2 separate regions of the Mus musculus genome follow, and region 2 is linked to region 1. A link is a contact called in public promoter capture Hi-C data. All regions are on one chromosome and are shown on one strand. The core of a region is the stretch at or near the end of the contact, and the rest is flanking DNA. Distances in the headings are between cores, read along the strand shown. Region 1 holds the start of Dock3 (dedicator of cyto-kinesis 3). Region 2 holds the start of Hyal1 (hyaluronoglucosaminidase 1).

The links. Promoter capture Hi-C pulls out the DNA fragments that hold promoters and counts their contacts.
Region 2: a contact with region 1 is called in a promoter capture Hi-C map of neural stem cells. The contact joins the promoter of Hyal1 here to the promoter of Dock3 in region 1. A contact is called at or near these places in 1 of 39 promoter capture datasets (neural stem cells) and 1 of 115 datasets of contacts at active chromatin or transcription factors (microglia).

What each region holds. Positions count from the first base shown.
Region 1 is chr9:107,230,109-107,237,750 of GRCm38.p6, forward strand. Dock3 (dedicator of cyto-kinesis 3) reads right to left here and starts at 1,801. Exons shown (of 53, transcript NM_153413.2): 1 at 1,364-1,801. The coding sequence starts at 1,400.
Region 2 is chr9:107,571,857-107,579,387 of GRCm38.p6, forward strand. Hyal1 (hyaluronoglucosaminidase 1) reads left to right here and starts at 5,094. Exons shown (of 4, transcript NM_008317.6): 1 at 5,094-5,222; 2 at 5,697-6,620; 3 at 7,025-7,114; 4 at 7,244-7,531. The coding sequence starts at 5,202. It overlaps Hyal2 (hyaluronoglucosaminidase 2), which reads left to right. Exons shown (of 4, transcript NM_010489.2): 4 at 202-922. The coding sequence ends at 612.

The DNA.
Region 1 (7,642 bases), core at 551-3,050:
CTATCAGCATTACTTGAGAGTTCCTCCCCAGAAGGGAAAAATTTATCAAGTACCACTGGACAGCTGACCACTTTCACACTGATTGTTTGTTATTCTAATTAAGTAGTTCTGATAGCAGAAGAACCATCAACTCCTCATTTCACAGTAGCAACTTAGTATTCAAGGAATGCTTTAAATAGAAAAGGTAAAAGAGTCCCTAGGGGTGAATCCTGGCCTGTGCACCATTTCCTAATTCCTTTTCAAAAGACTCTAGAACTTGGGGTCTTTTACCAGGTCCTCTGTAGCATAGCTAATTATAAACTTTAGAATGTTAGTTTTCAGAAGAAGATAGAGGGCCCCTCTACTATAAACAGTATTTTTACATACCTTGCCTGATGGTATTACAAAACGATTGCACTTTACAAAACCACTGCGGTTTACAAAGTTTCTTTATAATGAATTATTAAGGAAATGCTGTTAGAACTGTTGCATTGATTGAAATAATAATTTGCCTTTAAGCAATATACTTCCTATACATTTTCTAAAATTTTCCATTACAAGCTAAGAACAAAAAACCCTGCACACTCCACATTTTAAATATTTGTAACCAAATCCAATAGGTTATTTACAATGATGTAAAGTGGCTGGCCACGAAATACTAACATTGTAAAGATAAAACACTCAGTCCCTTAAAAACTGAATTTTTTTTTAAAGAAATGGAATATTAAAAGAAATCGTTAACCTTCGGGAGTTTCACCTAACAGTTTAAGAAGAAACTAAGGAGTATCGTTCTCATTTGAAAACAGATTTGTTTTTTTAAAAAATGTCAGCAAAATGCACTAAACTTTAACAATGATGTATGTCCAAAACAATTCCCACAGTAGTAGAGGAACTATTTCTAACCCTTAAAGCAAAATAAAGATCTGCATCATTTTAGACTGAGCGAATGAGGTCAACGTTTTGCATCCTTTTTTGTAAGCTTCCAATCGGAAAATAAACAACCATCGGGCTCATCAACCTTGGTGCAGAAATTCACTAAAATCAAGGTTTTGACTGCTGAAGATGCATCTTCCTGGGTAAACTGTCCAGCGCCTCACATCACAAACCTCCCGCAACTGCCCCGGCCTTGCGGCCCCTCCCGCTCGCCCGCCCGCCCGCCCGCCCGCCGCACCTGCTGAGGCCGCACCGCCAGCGCCCCCTGCCGCCCTCCCGCACCCAGAGCCCCGGGCCCATCCCCGCGCTGGTACCGCACCCGCCCCGCGCCGAGGCCGCACAGTGTGCGGGCAGGGGCGGAGGAGCCGGGGCAGCAGCAATCGAGGCGGGGCCCGGGACTTGGGCACGTGCCCCCGAGCCCCCGCCGCTGCCAGGCCCCAGCCTCACCTACCTACGCCGTATTTCTCCTCCTCCGTGGGGGTCCACATGGCCGGGCCGGGCGCAGCCCCGCGGGCGCGGCGGCTGGGTGACAGCTCGCAGGGGACGGCCGCAGGGGCGGCCGCGGGCCCGGCTGTGGCGCACCGCGAGGCAAGGCGGGGGCGGTCAGGCGGCGCGGGGCAGTAGGCGGCGCATCCCTCACAGGCCGTCCGGGATGCCACCGCCACCGCCGGATGCCACGTCCTGACCGACCGCGAGACTCCACGGGCGGCCGAGGAGCCCCTGGCGACGCGGGCGAGGGCTCACCACCTGTCCGTCTCCACCGTCCCCGCGCCGCCGTTCGGTCCCTCACAGCTCCGTCGCTGGCTTCCCGGCGCCGCCGCGGCTCGGATCGCCTCAGCGGGCTCGCGGGACGCCCGCGCATGCGCCGCTCCCTGGCGCGCGGGGGCTCGCAATACCCGGGCTCGCGCCGCCCGCCCGAGCCCGCGCGCGAATCCACGAGACGCCGCTGCGGGCCAGCGGAGGGAAATCTGCGAGAAGGGATTGGATAGCCCGGCCCGGGAGGCCAACTCCCTCCGCCCCCCCCCCAACAGAGCCTTTGGCTGCAGCTACCGCAGAACGGGGTCGTGGTCCTGCGTGAGGAAGGCCACGGTGTCTCATGCCAGGCGTACTGAGATGGCCGCTCCACCTCTTGTCAGAGAGAGGAGAACCAGTAAAAATGGGGACATCGTTATTAAACTCATGTCGTTGTCACATTGCTATCACAGCCACATCCTCTGAAAGGTCCTCTTCTGCCATCCCGGGGCTCAGGGAGTAACGGGAGGGAGAAGCTGGCAGAATGGGATCATCGCTTCAAAGGAACTGAGTGATGTGCAGGGGGTTCTTGGGCTCCTAGGATGCCGCATATAGGCCAAGGCTTCTAACACCTCCTGAGTTCTTTTGTTGACTTGGCTGCTGTGGTGTGTGTGTGTGGCCTGAACAAGCTTAGCGGCCTTCATGTTCAAGAAGTCTTTCCTTTCCCAATTATATCTAGTTGTGTACCCCAGACCTATGCCACCGCCTCTGCGGGACATAGGTCTTCACCTCCAGCCATCCTGAGGTCTGACTCCCTCCTAGAACTTTATTCCTCCATCTCCTAAGAATTCATTCGCTCTGATAGCTACCAACATTACCTTATGACCCGCTACTGTCAACTACTGAGCAAAGACTGGGAACTTCTGGACTCTATATTTAGACCCAGCATATATCCAAACATCTCTTGTCACCAGCACTGTATACCTCGCTATCGCTCTTGGATGTCTTATTCTTCAAAGCCCATCTCAGCATCTCTAGTCCAGGATCCAGGAAGCCTAAACTAGTACAGCAGTCAACATGGTGACATTTTTATTGTGCTTTATTCTAAAGTGTGTGTGTGTGTGTGGAGAGAGAGAGAGAGAGAGAGAGAGAGAGAGAGAGAGAGAGAGAGGTCTCCTGGGAGAGCAGTAGCCAACACCATTTTCTCCAGCCTCTTCTTTTGGCTGAGATTTCAGGTATCCATTTGTATCCAAGAACTCTAATCTTTCTCCCATAGGACTGTCAGCGTATAGACCCACACAGTCAAGCTTTAGGCTAAAGTCATCCTTCTGGCCTCTCAGACTCCACCCAACTCAACAGTGAGTTCATGGCCATTAATTGAAAAGCAGGGCTAAAATAAGACTATTCTGATGCAAGTGACACTCACTTGTAATTATACCACTGTGAAAGGTGAGGCAAAAGAATCCAGCCTGGGGAGGCCAGCCTGGGCTACATATAGGCATCTTTTTTTATTATTTAAAAATAAATATCTTAATAATTGCCAGACTTTGTGAATTCCTTCTCCAAAGTATCCTGACCGTCCTCATCCTCACCTGGACTATAGCCACCACCTCATGGTCTATGGACTCTTTCATCTACCTATGAAGGCTGCCAGTCCTCCCCAGAAAGTGTCTGTTCTGTGAACAATTTAATTTCTCAATAATCAGATACACTATGAGAGTAGAAGGGGGATCAGGAACCAAAAGCAAGACAACAGAGATGCCCTGGTTTATTTAGCTAGTTCTTCCAGGGACATGGACCTCAGTCCGATGGTAGTCATGAAGGGCGTTCCACAGAATGGAGCCATGTTCCCATGAAGCTCTCTCCAGAGAGCTCTGACCAGCCAGCACAGCCAAGCAACACAGGTCTTCTGAACACCCATGAAACTCATTTCATCCACTACTTCCATCCCTTGGCTGGTATACATGATGGCGGTTACAGAGCCTAAGGTCTGGTTTTCCCAACGTTTGTGCCCATTTCCCAACAGAGACAATCCACTGTACTGCCGCCCATCTCAGCTCTGAGGTCAGAGAACACTAATTCCAACAAGTGACAAGAGAAGAAAGGGGGCCAAGGAGGATGAAGGAGACATTTGGTTATGGTCTGGACTCGTTTGATTTAGCTGTTTGCACTAAATTTAGGTCGTTTTCTTGGAATAACACGAAAGGACACAGCATGTTGTGGAGAGTCAGACCTCAGCAGAACTGTGAACCTGTGATGTCCCCATAGCATGTGATGTCCCCATAGCATGTGATGTCCCCATAGCATGTGATCCAAGCCCTCCCTTCCTCGGGCTCTTAGTCCACTTGACAACCCCCAACACACAACGCTTGCATCTGAAAACTCAGAATCCTCACTGACTTCCTCCTTCTTGTTACCCAGTTTGTTGTATCCCTGCCAGTAGTACCCAGCCGGGCTCTTGCTCTTGCTTTGGAAGCCTCTGTCTCCCATTTCCAGCCTGCCCTGCTCCACAGGTTCCTACCACCCCAGGAAGACCCGCTTGTCAGTAGCCTCACCGACTCCTCTTCCACTTATCTCCATCTGACTTCAAAAAGAGAACTGTGCACCCCAGGTCCTTTGATGTCAATGTAATTTATTTGATTCTCGGCCCCTCAAGATCTAATTTCTAAGCTTATCACCTAACAAGCTCTCCTAGAACCCTCCAGGGCTATCTGAATTCCAAATATTGGCATCCCCCGTGTCTTGATCTGATGGGCTTTTGTGAGCAATATCCACAACCCACAAAACCTTTCTCACTTGGAACTTGTGGGTCATTCTCACCCTCCAAGGATTGTCTCAGGACCACTTTCTCCAAGAAGACTCCCCAGCTGCCCCTCCGTGAAAGAAAGTTTTTCTCTACCATCAGGGCCTCTCTTCCCTCCACCACTTACTCCTCCACCTTACTCTAAAAGATGGAGTGTGTCTGCTTGGCACATTGACAGCAATGCATTTTATTCTTCAGTGGCAAGGATTTCATTTAGTTTACCCCACGCACAGAGGCTAATATTGCACCTGACACCTAATGAAAATTTCACATACACTCTTCAGTGAGCACCCTCCCTAAACATCTACTGAAACCATAATAAAATTAGGCTGAAAAAGAGAACCAGCAATCACAAAGCTCACATTAAACAGAAGAAATTTACCCATTATAAGAAGATCAATTTTAATTGAGAGACATCTTACTGAACAGCTTTATAAAAGATAAACATGGTAGAACAGTTTAAGAAGCAAGAAAGTCTGCAAACAGTTTTGGCCCATCCTGCCACCCTTCCTTTTGGCTTTACCTCATTAAGTGATAAATTGCAACTTGATGACTGAGGAAGGAATCAGATTTTCAGCAGGAAACCCCTTAATACTCGTGGCTATTAAAAGTAGCTATAATGAAACATTTCCTAAATAATGTATAAGAAATGCAGAAAAGCATCATATTCCCTCCGTCGATCAATAATCCTTTCATCATGAGCAAACTCCTTAATGGCAAATCCGTCATCACCTTTGGCAGATGAGACTGACCCTCTATAAAGTTCTGTCAGCTTGGACTCCACGCCTTGTCATTTCCTTCTGCCTGAAGATTCAGACAGCAGCATTTAAGGAGCCAGCCAGCCTGATGACTCAGCTCATAAAACAATGTGTGGCCACAAAGATGATGTTTATCCAGGAGCATTCTGGAGGCTCTCCCTACTGAAGTCGGCAAGCTGTGGGTATGTGGCACACGATGCTCATTCTCCCAAGAGCTGCTGGTAGCAGTGAAAAGCAGCACTCATTTCTCCCTCCCGGCAGTTGATCTCTTATGCTGCACTGTCTCAACAGAATGGTAAGAAAACTTCAGAGAAATGTGTTTGGCATAGAGGCAAACCCAAATAGAAGGCAGGCAACAGAAGCAGCATCACCCTGCCTTCCCTTGACCAGGAGGAACCTGTAGTCAGAGCTTTTACCTACACAAAGCCCTGAAGCAAAGGACTAGAGAGACTCAATTAACCTCTGCTTTGCTGCTACCCTCAGGGTGCGAGCCTCCTCTGGTTGCTAAACTACGTGCAGAGCTAGTTTTCCTAATGGAGAAAAAAAAAAAAAAAAAACACCTAAGGTAGCCATTTTCCCACCAAAACCGACACCTTGTAAGAAGCTTACTCTGAGGCAGCCCAGGAACAAAGGGCTAACCCAGCCACACAGAGATAGCCACCCAAATCGGGGTCCTTTTGGGTAAGGAGACCTACAGTGACTAAAAAAAGCATCATTAGCATTTTGCCTTGAGTTTTTTTTGCAATGAAGATCTATGCGGTGGGGAGGGAATGGAGAAGAGTGTGAAAGAGAAGCAGAATAAGCAGTGCAATATTTCATTATTTTTCCTAAAATGACAAACTTTAACCATCTGTTCCTATTTAATCAACCCATTCAAAATATTATTAAAATTCAGCTTCTTTGCAGTTAGCCGGTATCTTCAAGTGAGGAAGAGCCAAGGCTCTTCTGACTTCATCCCTGAGGGGTGGATAGGGCATTTCGGTGTGGGCTGTAATTATCCGGTCCCACCGTGAGGAACACCCCCAAGACACATCCAAATGTGCCTGGCAATCTAGAGTGCTTCTTGGCGCACCAAACACTGAGCTACTTGGAGACAGTAACATGATGCCCTTAACTGTTTCACCCTCACTGCCTGACAAGAGGATGTCACACATAGTAGGCACTCAGTAAAGATCACTATCCATTGGATAGATACATCAGTCAAAGAAGGCTCTCATTTTATCTCAGAAACATATATCTTCTTTGTTTCAATAAAGCCTTCATTTGCTTATTGTTTTGTGGATAAAGAAATGAGCAGAAAGAGACTACAAAGTGAGATACCCCCAGAAGGAAGGGCAAACAGATAGAAACTTGGCATTGCTTAGTTCTCCTTCCTCTTGGGGGAAATAACTTTGCCCTTGAATTTCTATACTAAGTCACCAAGGAGGGATTGAAATTAAAAACCTTGGAGAGTAATTATCAACAAAACGTTCTAATGTCAAGCAGTGAATTTTATGGGACCATATCTGTAATATTAATTGAGCCTCTGTGTAGCCAAATGGTAAAATTATTGCTCTAATACAAATAGACCCAAAAGAGAAAAACAGCCCAAAATAGCACAGATATTGCAAATCAGGACAGAGGTAATTTCTCTATACATAAAAAGCAACCAATTGCAATGCATTCACCAACTCACTGAAGTGCAAAACAAAGCCTCTTTGCTTGGTACAGCCCTATCTACCCAGCATCTGAATTGCTATGAAACTAGGACTAAGAAGGGAACTTGGGTTCCTTGACTTTTCACATTGGATGTGAAATTTTTGCAGCATTCCTTCACTAAAAATGTATTGAGAACCTATTATGGGTGAGGGTTGAGACAGAAGATGTTCATGGTCTTTTTCATCATATGGTTTATGATCTTTCATGGGAAAGAGAAATTAAACCAGTTATCCCATAAGCAAATCTCTAATCAGAAACATAAAACTAATGTAGGAAGGAAGGCGCATCAGTCAGGGACCTGATGAACTTTGCAAGTCAGGGAAGACTTCCTGGAGGAATGGTATTTAAATTGGAGCCTAATGAAGCACAAGGATCAGCCAAATAAAAGAGAAAGCATTCTAGACAGAAGGAGCACCAGGGAGGTGGGTCTAATAAAAAAAAATTGCTTAATGTACCTAGGATGTGATCTGAAAGCAGGCAAGTGGAGAGTGGGAACAGATATGTCTGGAATAAGAGGTGGAGCCGGATCTTAGGACCCTGGGGGGTCTTGTGACGTTGTGTTTTAGCCATTGTCAGGCCCTAACAAGCCCTCCTGAGACATATGAGTAAGACAGGACCCTTTTAGAAGTCCTGATTGCATTCAGGAAGAGTCTAGGAATGGGCCCATCCATTTGAGTACTGAGCACAGAGCTTACTTTGCACAGTTCCTAATTTTCTGAGCACCCAAGAAAGACTAACT
Region 2 (7,531 bases), core at 3,844-6,343, 350 kb after region 1:
GCTCGGGAACTCTGTGTATATGTTTACATACATATACAAATAAATATGCCAGGGATGTGCCTCAGTAGAGTGCTTGCCTAGTCTAGGGTTCAAACTCCACCACTACCAAAAGAAAGAGGCGCTATCACCACAGTTTCCGTCGGGGCTTGGGCAAAGGTAGCTAACATCAGACACTCACTCCTTAACCTTGGCCTTTTCCAGGAGACCTGCCAATACCTCAAGAATTACCTAACTCAGCTGCTGGTTCCCTACATAGTCAACGTGTCCTGGGCCACCCAGTATTGCAGTTGGACCCAGTGCCATGGCCATGGGCGATGTGTGCGCCGCAACCCCAGCGCCAATACCTTCCTGCACCTCAATGCCAGCAGCTTCCGCCTAGTGCCTGGCCATACCCCCAGTGAACCCCAGCTTCGACCCGAGGGGCAGCTCAGCGAAGCCGACCTCAACTACCTGCAGAAGCACTTTCGCTGCCAGTGCTATCTGGGCTGGGGTGGCGAGCAGTGCCAACGGAACTATAAGGGGGCAGCTGGAAATGCCAGCAGAGCCTGGGCTGGATCCCACCTCACCAGCCTGCTGGGTTTGGTAGCTGTGGCTCTCACCTGGACCTTATGAGGGATCTCTCCCCCTGGATATCAGTCCAGCTGGCCTCTGGTGCAAGGATCTCCTTGGCATGAGGGGCCTGTTAGGGGGGAGACAAAAGTCTGGAGTAGGCAGTGCTCCCAGGATGCTTAGCAGAGCACCCATACCATCTGTCACCCCCCTGTTCTAAGGGGGAGAGAAACATCCCCTGAGATGCCCTCATCTTGCCAGAGAAGATGGAGAATCGAGCTAGGCCAGAGAAGGCCTGACTCTACTCCCTGCTCCTGGATAGTTTATAATTTTGGGGTCTCTTTTGTAAATTAAATATAAAACAACTCCTGTGCTTCTTGTCTTTTTCTGCTTCGAGGTTAGTGTGTGAGAGCGCTCAGGGCTGCCCAGGAGGTGGAGCTCAGCTCTTTGAATCCACATGCTGGAACGTCTCAGCAGTGTGTTCACTGGGGCCTAGGGAAGAAGGGCTACTGAGTCTGCACTTGTGCTGGGGCAGGGCTCACTAGAATAAAATTCATACTCTACCCTAACATCAACTCCACTTTATCTTGATAGAAATAGAGTGGGGCCCACCATTGTATGACTGATAGAACTAGCTCTTTTATCTGCCACCTGCCCCAGTATCCCAAGCAGGGTCAGCACTAGCTTCCTTACCTCAACCACACATAGAAAAGGGGACATGATCTTCCCTGATGTTCCTACAATAGAGCAGCATTTCTTTTCCTTTTTTTTTTTTTTTTTTTTTTTTGTTTTTTGAGACAGGGTTTCTCTGCGTAGCCCTGGCTGTCCTGAAACTCACTCTGTAAACCAGGCTGGCCTCGAACTCAGAAATCCACCAGCCTCTGCCTCCCAAGTGCTGGAATCAAAGGCATGCGCCACCACTGCCTGGCACAGTTGAGCATTTCTGTTCCCTGCTCCCAAGGGCAGTGGACCTGTTCCTCTCCCTGTCTGGTTCATACCCTTCCCTTGAGGCTGGCAGGTAAGGAGGCTGGCAGGGGATTAAGATGTCAGTCTTGAGCTGTCAGTCTGTCACTATGAGTGTGAGGTGGTGCTGTTGGGTACTATCCAGATCTGGGGAGCAGGGTCACCCTCAAAGGTCAGCTTTGGAGCTAGAATGTGTGTGTGTGTGTGTGTGTGTGTGTGTGTGTGTGTGTGTGTGTGTGTATCAGTGATAAAGCACTTGCTTGGCATGTGCAAGGCCCTGGGATTGATCACTAGCACTATCTTGAAAAATTAAATTAACCTAACAAGAATGTTGAGACAAGAGTCTCACTGTACAGCCCTAGCTGGCGTAGCACTCAGTATGTGTAGATGAATCTGGTCTTGAATTCAGAGATCCACCTGCCTCTGCTTCCCATTCACTGGAATTACAGGCCTGTGTACACCAGACTTAATAAGTTAAAACCTGAAGAAGAGGGCTGGAGAGATGGCTCAGCGGTTGAGAACACTGACTGCTCTTCCAGAGGTCCTGAGTTCAATTCCCAGCAACCACATGGTGGCTCACGACCATCTGTAACAGGGTCTGGTGCCCTCTTCAGGAGCGTCTGAAGAATGCAATGGTGGTGTACTCATGCATAAAATAAGTAAGTCTTTAAAAAAAAAATCTGACCAGTCGTGGTGGCGCACACCTTTAATCCCAACACTTGGGAGGCAGAGGCAGGCCGATTTCTGAGTTTGAGGCCAGCCTGGTCTACAGAGTGAGTTCCAGGACAGCTAGGGCTATACAAAGAAACCCTGTCTCAAAAAACTAATTAATTAATTAATTAATTAATTAATTAATTAATTAAATCTGAAGAAGACCACTCAAAAAACCAACCAAAAAGATAAAAAAAAATAAAAGAGGAGGAGGAGGAGGAGGAGGAGAAGGAGAAGGAGAAGGAGAAGGAGAAGGGGAAGGGGAAGGGGAAGGGGAAGAGGAAGAAGAAGAAGAAGAAGAAGAAGAAGAAGAAGAAGAAGAAGAAGAAGAAGAAGAAGAAGAAGAAGAAGAAGAAGAAGAAGAAGACAGACTAAAAGCAATGGAGCTTGGCAAAGGACGGCAAAGACAAGGGAGACCTCTTGTCTTCCTCACACCTGTGACTCATTCTGTTGTAACCTTTTCTATTCATCCATGTTCTCTATGGTACCTGTCAACCTTCTATGAACATTGACCCCCCCCAATATGTATGGATACACACACAACTGTTAGCCCAAGGGTGGGCATGGAGGACAGAAGAAACATCTGCACTTTCCCCATGCCTGTAATCTGTCCTACAAGTTGTGACCTATGTCCATCTAGCTTTGAACACACTCTTGGGGCAAATCCTGTCCACCACTTCACATTTCTTCCCCTGAAACCCCAGGGACTATGTAGCTACTTCCTCTAACTTAAAAACATTCCCTCCAAGAAGGTTAAACAAGGCACATAAAACTCAGCTGCCAAGTGATGGTGGCAGCGGCACAGGCCTTTGATCCCACCACTCTGGAGGCAGAGGCAGGCGAATCTCTGAGTTTGAGGCCAGCCTGGTTCCTGAGTTCCAGGACAGAGAAACCCTGCCTCAAACAAACTCCTTAGAAAGCTAAGGAAACTTCCCTAAGCTCTGGAGATTCAAGAAGTTAATAATTTGGGTGAGCAAAATGGCTCAGAGGGTAAAGGCACGTGAGACCTGATGACCTAAGCTCAATGCCCAGAGTCGGGGTGACAGAGGAGAAAACTACTGACTCACAGGCCTTCCATTGACCTGTGTGTATGACTGTGATTATATGTCACCTCTGTGCCAGAAGAAGATGTCAGCATCTCTGGAACTAGTTGCAAGCCACTTGGCACGGGTGCTGAGAACTGAGCTCCAGTCCTCTGGAAGAGCAGCTAAATTCTCTTGATAATTAAAAAAATAAATAAAAAATATACATGCACACATAATATTAAAAAATTATAAGATTCACAAGGCCCCTCTCCAAAACTAAAAAGTAATAAATAATTGCTGGAGAGGCGCTACCTACAAGCTGGCAAGCTGTACCAAAGCTACAACTTTTGTCAACTGTTGTTCTGGCCTAGGGTCGACCTTTTGGTGATGCAGCTGTCTTTGAGTGTCCCATGTTTCTGTAAGCAGCTCCCTATGTTCCTCCGGTAATGTGGCCCCGAAACCTCATTGATTTACCAAGCTAGACTTAGAATCAATTCTCTCACCTGTGGTCACCTGTGGTGTCTGGAAATGAATAGAAGATTGTTCACGGAAAAAGTCACGTGACACCACAGTCTCTGAGGGCTAGGGGAAAGGTCAGGTTAGGAAGGTGGGGTAGATCAAAGGCACTAAGCACACACTGCCAGGGAGGCCACGCCTATATGGTAGCCCCAAGGTGAATGCCTAAGGGGTTCGGTCATTCAGAATCAGACACAACTGCAGGCCCAGACAACTGCTTTATTCTGGGCGGGGCCATGCCTTTCCCTTCTACTTTCCTAACTTGGCAGGCAAGCCCGGACCTGAGCAACCAGATCATCTCAGTAAGCAGCCTGTGATTCAGTGAACTTGTAACTCACAACTGCATGAACACACACGTTACTTATGCGTGTACTCACTAATACACCCCTGCTCATTTCCACGGCCATGCAGATCCAGGGTCTCACGATCACCAAACAGCAAGGTCTCGTACATCATCCCAGGAACTGAGTCCTCACACTTGCAGGTATAAATACCTGGGAATTTGGGCACGAGCCCAGTTACCAACTAGAGCGTCACAAAGATGCAATCACTGACCTAGAATAGACAGAGCATGATGACACAACTCAACTTCATGAACACAGAACCTTCCAGAAACAAACAAGGACAGGTTAACCATTAGGCACAGCAGGCACAGACAGGACTTAAGAACAAAAGGTTTATTTGTTTGGCTTGTGTACGTGTGTGTGTGTGTGTGTGTGTGTGTGTGTGTGTGTATACATGTGTAAAGTAAAAGCCAAGGGTCAATTCAATGCGTTCCTCTATTGCTCTTCACACGTTTTCCTTCCTAAGGTAGCGTTTTACATTTACTTATATGTCCACGTGGGCATGTGCGGGCCCGTGGAGCTTGGATAGCAGGAAATGCCTTTTGGACGGGATTAGGGACAGAGCTCAGCAGTAAAGCACTTGGCTAGCAAACAGGAGATCCCAGCCCAAAACAAGCAAAACCCAAACTGTTGGAGCAATGTTTTTGTACCCTGTGTGAAGACAGTCTCTGACCTTTCTTGCCTGCCTAAGGCAAAAACAAACAAAAAACCCAACTTGTTTCAATGAGGAGGGGGTCCCACAAAGACAAAAGTGCCTAGGGCCAAAACTGTCACAGTGAGGAGAAAGTACTCTGGAAGCATATAGTCCTCAGGGACCACACTGCGGGACCACACATTTGCTTGCCCGGCTGTCCACACAAAGAGTGTTGTCTGAGTAGGAGGGGCTGTTTGCTAGTCCAGCCCCAGTCCCGCCCCGCCCCGTGCCAAGGCCAGCCTATTGGTTGGGTGGGGTGACTATCTCCAAAAGCTCCAAGTTTCCCTGAGCAGCAGCCGCCGCAGCTTCTCTAAGCTGGTGCAACTAGGACCAGCTTGCGGGACAGAATCCGGCCAAGACATGCTTGGGCTTACACAGCATGCTCAGAAAGTTTGGAGAATGAAGCCCTTCAGTCCTGAGGTCAGCAGGGACCAGTGGGCAGCTGGAGGGTCTCCAGGGCTGGGCTGGTTTTGGCCGCTTGAGCATCTCTTTCCCCCAGTGGCTGCCAGTTTTTCTGGTGGAAGAAACGGAATAGTCTCCCTTGTTCACCAGGTCGGCCAGGACCTAGGGCCTAGGTCTCAGCTCCTCTTTCAGGACCGATGTAATGGGTTCCTCTGGCCCCTGGGAGGAAAGTGGGTAAGGTCAGGCCAAGGCAAAGCTTGAGGGGACGCAGATGGCAGGTTCCTGGCCACAGAGGAGATTCACTTATACCCTTCATGGCAATGCCCCTTTCCAAGTCTCCGGTCTGCTCTCTGACCTTGCTGATCCCTGCAGATCAGTGTCCAGCTGACATCTCAGCAGGGACAAAACTGTGATCAAGGGACTGGACCCAGCTACTTTAAGTAGGGGTCAAAAAGTTTGAGACATGCCTTGAACTCTGCCTCCCTTGGCCAGGTTTCCCCAGGCTCATCCCCTGCCACCGCAGGCCACCTGCTTCGCATCTCTACTCTCTTCCTGACTTTGCTCGAGTTGGCCCAAGTCTGCAGAGGTTCCGTGGTATCCAACCGGCCATTCATCACTGTTTGGAATGGAGACACTCATTGGTGCCTGACGGAGTATGGAGTGGATGTGGATGTCAGTGTCTTCGATGTGGTTGCCAACAAGGAGCAGAGTTTCCAAGGCTCTAACATGACAATTTTCTACAGAGAGGAATTGGGCACCTACCCCTACTATACACCCACAGGGGAACCCGTATTTGGTGGTCTGCCCCAGAATGCCAGCCTGGTTACCCACCTTGCTCACACATTCCAGGACATCAAGGCTGCCATGCCTGAACCTGACTTCTCAGGACTGGCAGTCATTGATTGGGAGGCTTGGCGCCCACGGTGGGCCTTCAACTGGGACAGCAAGGACATTTATCGGCAGCGCTCAATGGAACTGGTCCAGGCAGAGCACCCTGATTGGCCAGAAACTTTAGTGGAGGCAGCAGCCAAAAACCAGTTCCAGGAAGCTGCAGAGGCCTGGATGGCAGGCACCCTCCAACTGGGGCAGGTACTGCGTCCCCGTGGCCTCTGGGGCTACTATGGCTTCCCTGACTGCTACAACAACGACTTTCTAAGTCTCAACTACACAGGCCAGTGCCCAGTATTCGTCCGTGATCAGAACGACCAGCTAGGGTGGTTGTGGAACCAGAGCTATGCCCTTTACCCCAGTATTTATTTGCCTGCAGCACTGATGGGCACAGAGAAGTCACAGATGTACGTTCGACACCGTGTGCAAGAGGCGCTCCGTGTGGCTATAGTTTCCAGAGACCCCCATGTGCCCGTAATGCCCTACGTCCAGATCTTCTATGAAATGACAGATTATCTTCTGCCCCTGGTGAGTCCTCTGTGACTTTGTCAGCCGTCCTTGTTAGGTAATATGGTAATAGTCCAACCGCTGAGTCCACTTGACTTCAGAGTATTACAATCTTTGGGGAAAGTAGGGGAGGTTCTTGGGGCTTCGTCCAAATTGTTTTACTCCTGACTTAAATACTCCAGTGCTTTGTCCATTCATTCCCCCCCCCCCACCCCCCCCCCCACAAAACATCTACTTTATGCTAAATTCTGTATGAAGCATGAGAAATTCAGAACAGAGAACAGGCTTGCCCCTGGCCACCAACACTAGAGCGGCCTCAGGTGAAGGTTAGAGATTATTTGTCCCATCCAGTGATGTCCCAGCAGTTCCCACAGGGAGGAAGGACAGTAAGCCTTATACAACCGTGCCTGCAATCTCCTTCCCAGGAGGAACTGGAGCACAGCCTGGGGGAGAGTGCAGCCCAGGGAGTGGCAGGAGCAGTGCTCTGGCTAAGCTCAGACAAAACAAGTACCAAGGTAAGTGGAGGCCTGGGAGTAGGGCAGGGATGAGGGGAGACTGGCTTCCTCTCGCTACTCCTGACATCCTGGCTAAGCACCAGGCAAGCACATGGCTGTGGTGGTCCTTATGATCCCCTTCCCACTCAGGAATCATGCCAGGCCATTAAAGCATACATGGATTCCACACTTGGGCCCTTCATCGTGAACGTGACCAGTGCAGCTCTTTTGTGCAGCGAAGCTCTGTGTTCCGGCCATGGTCGCTGTGTCCGCCATCCAAGTTATCCTGAGGCTCTCCTCACCCTCAACCCTGCCAGTTTCTCCATTGAGCTAACACATGATGGCAGGCCCCCGAGCCTCAAGGGTACCCTCTCACTTAAGGACCGGGCGCAGATGGCTATGAAATTCAGGTGCCGATGCTACCGTGGATGGAGAGGC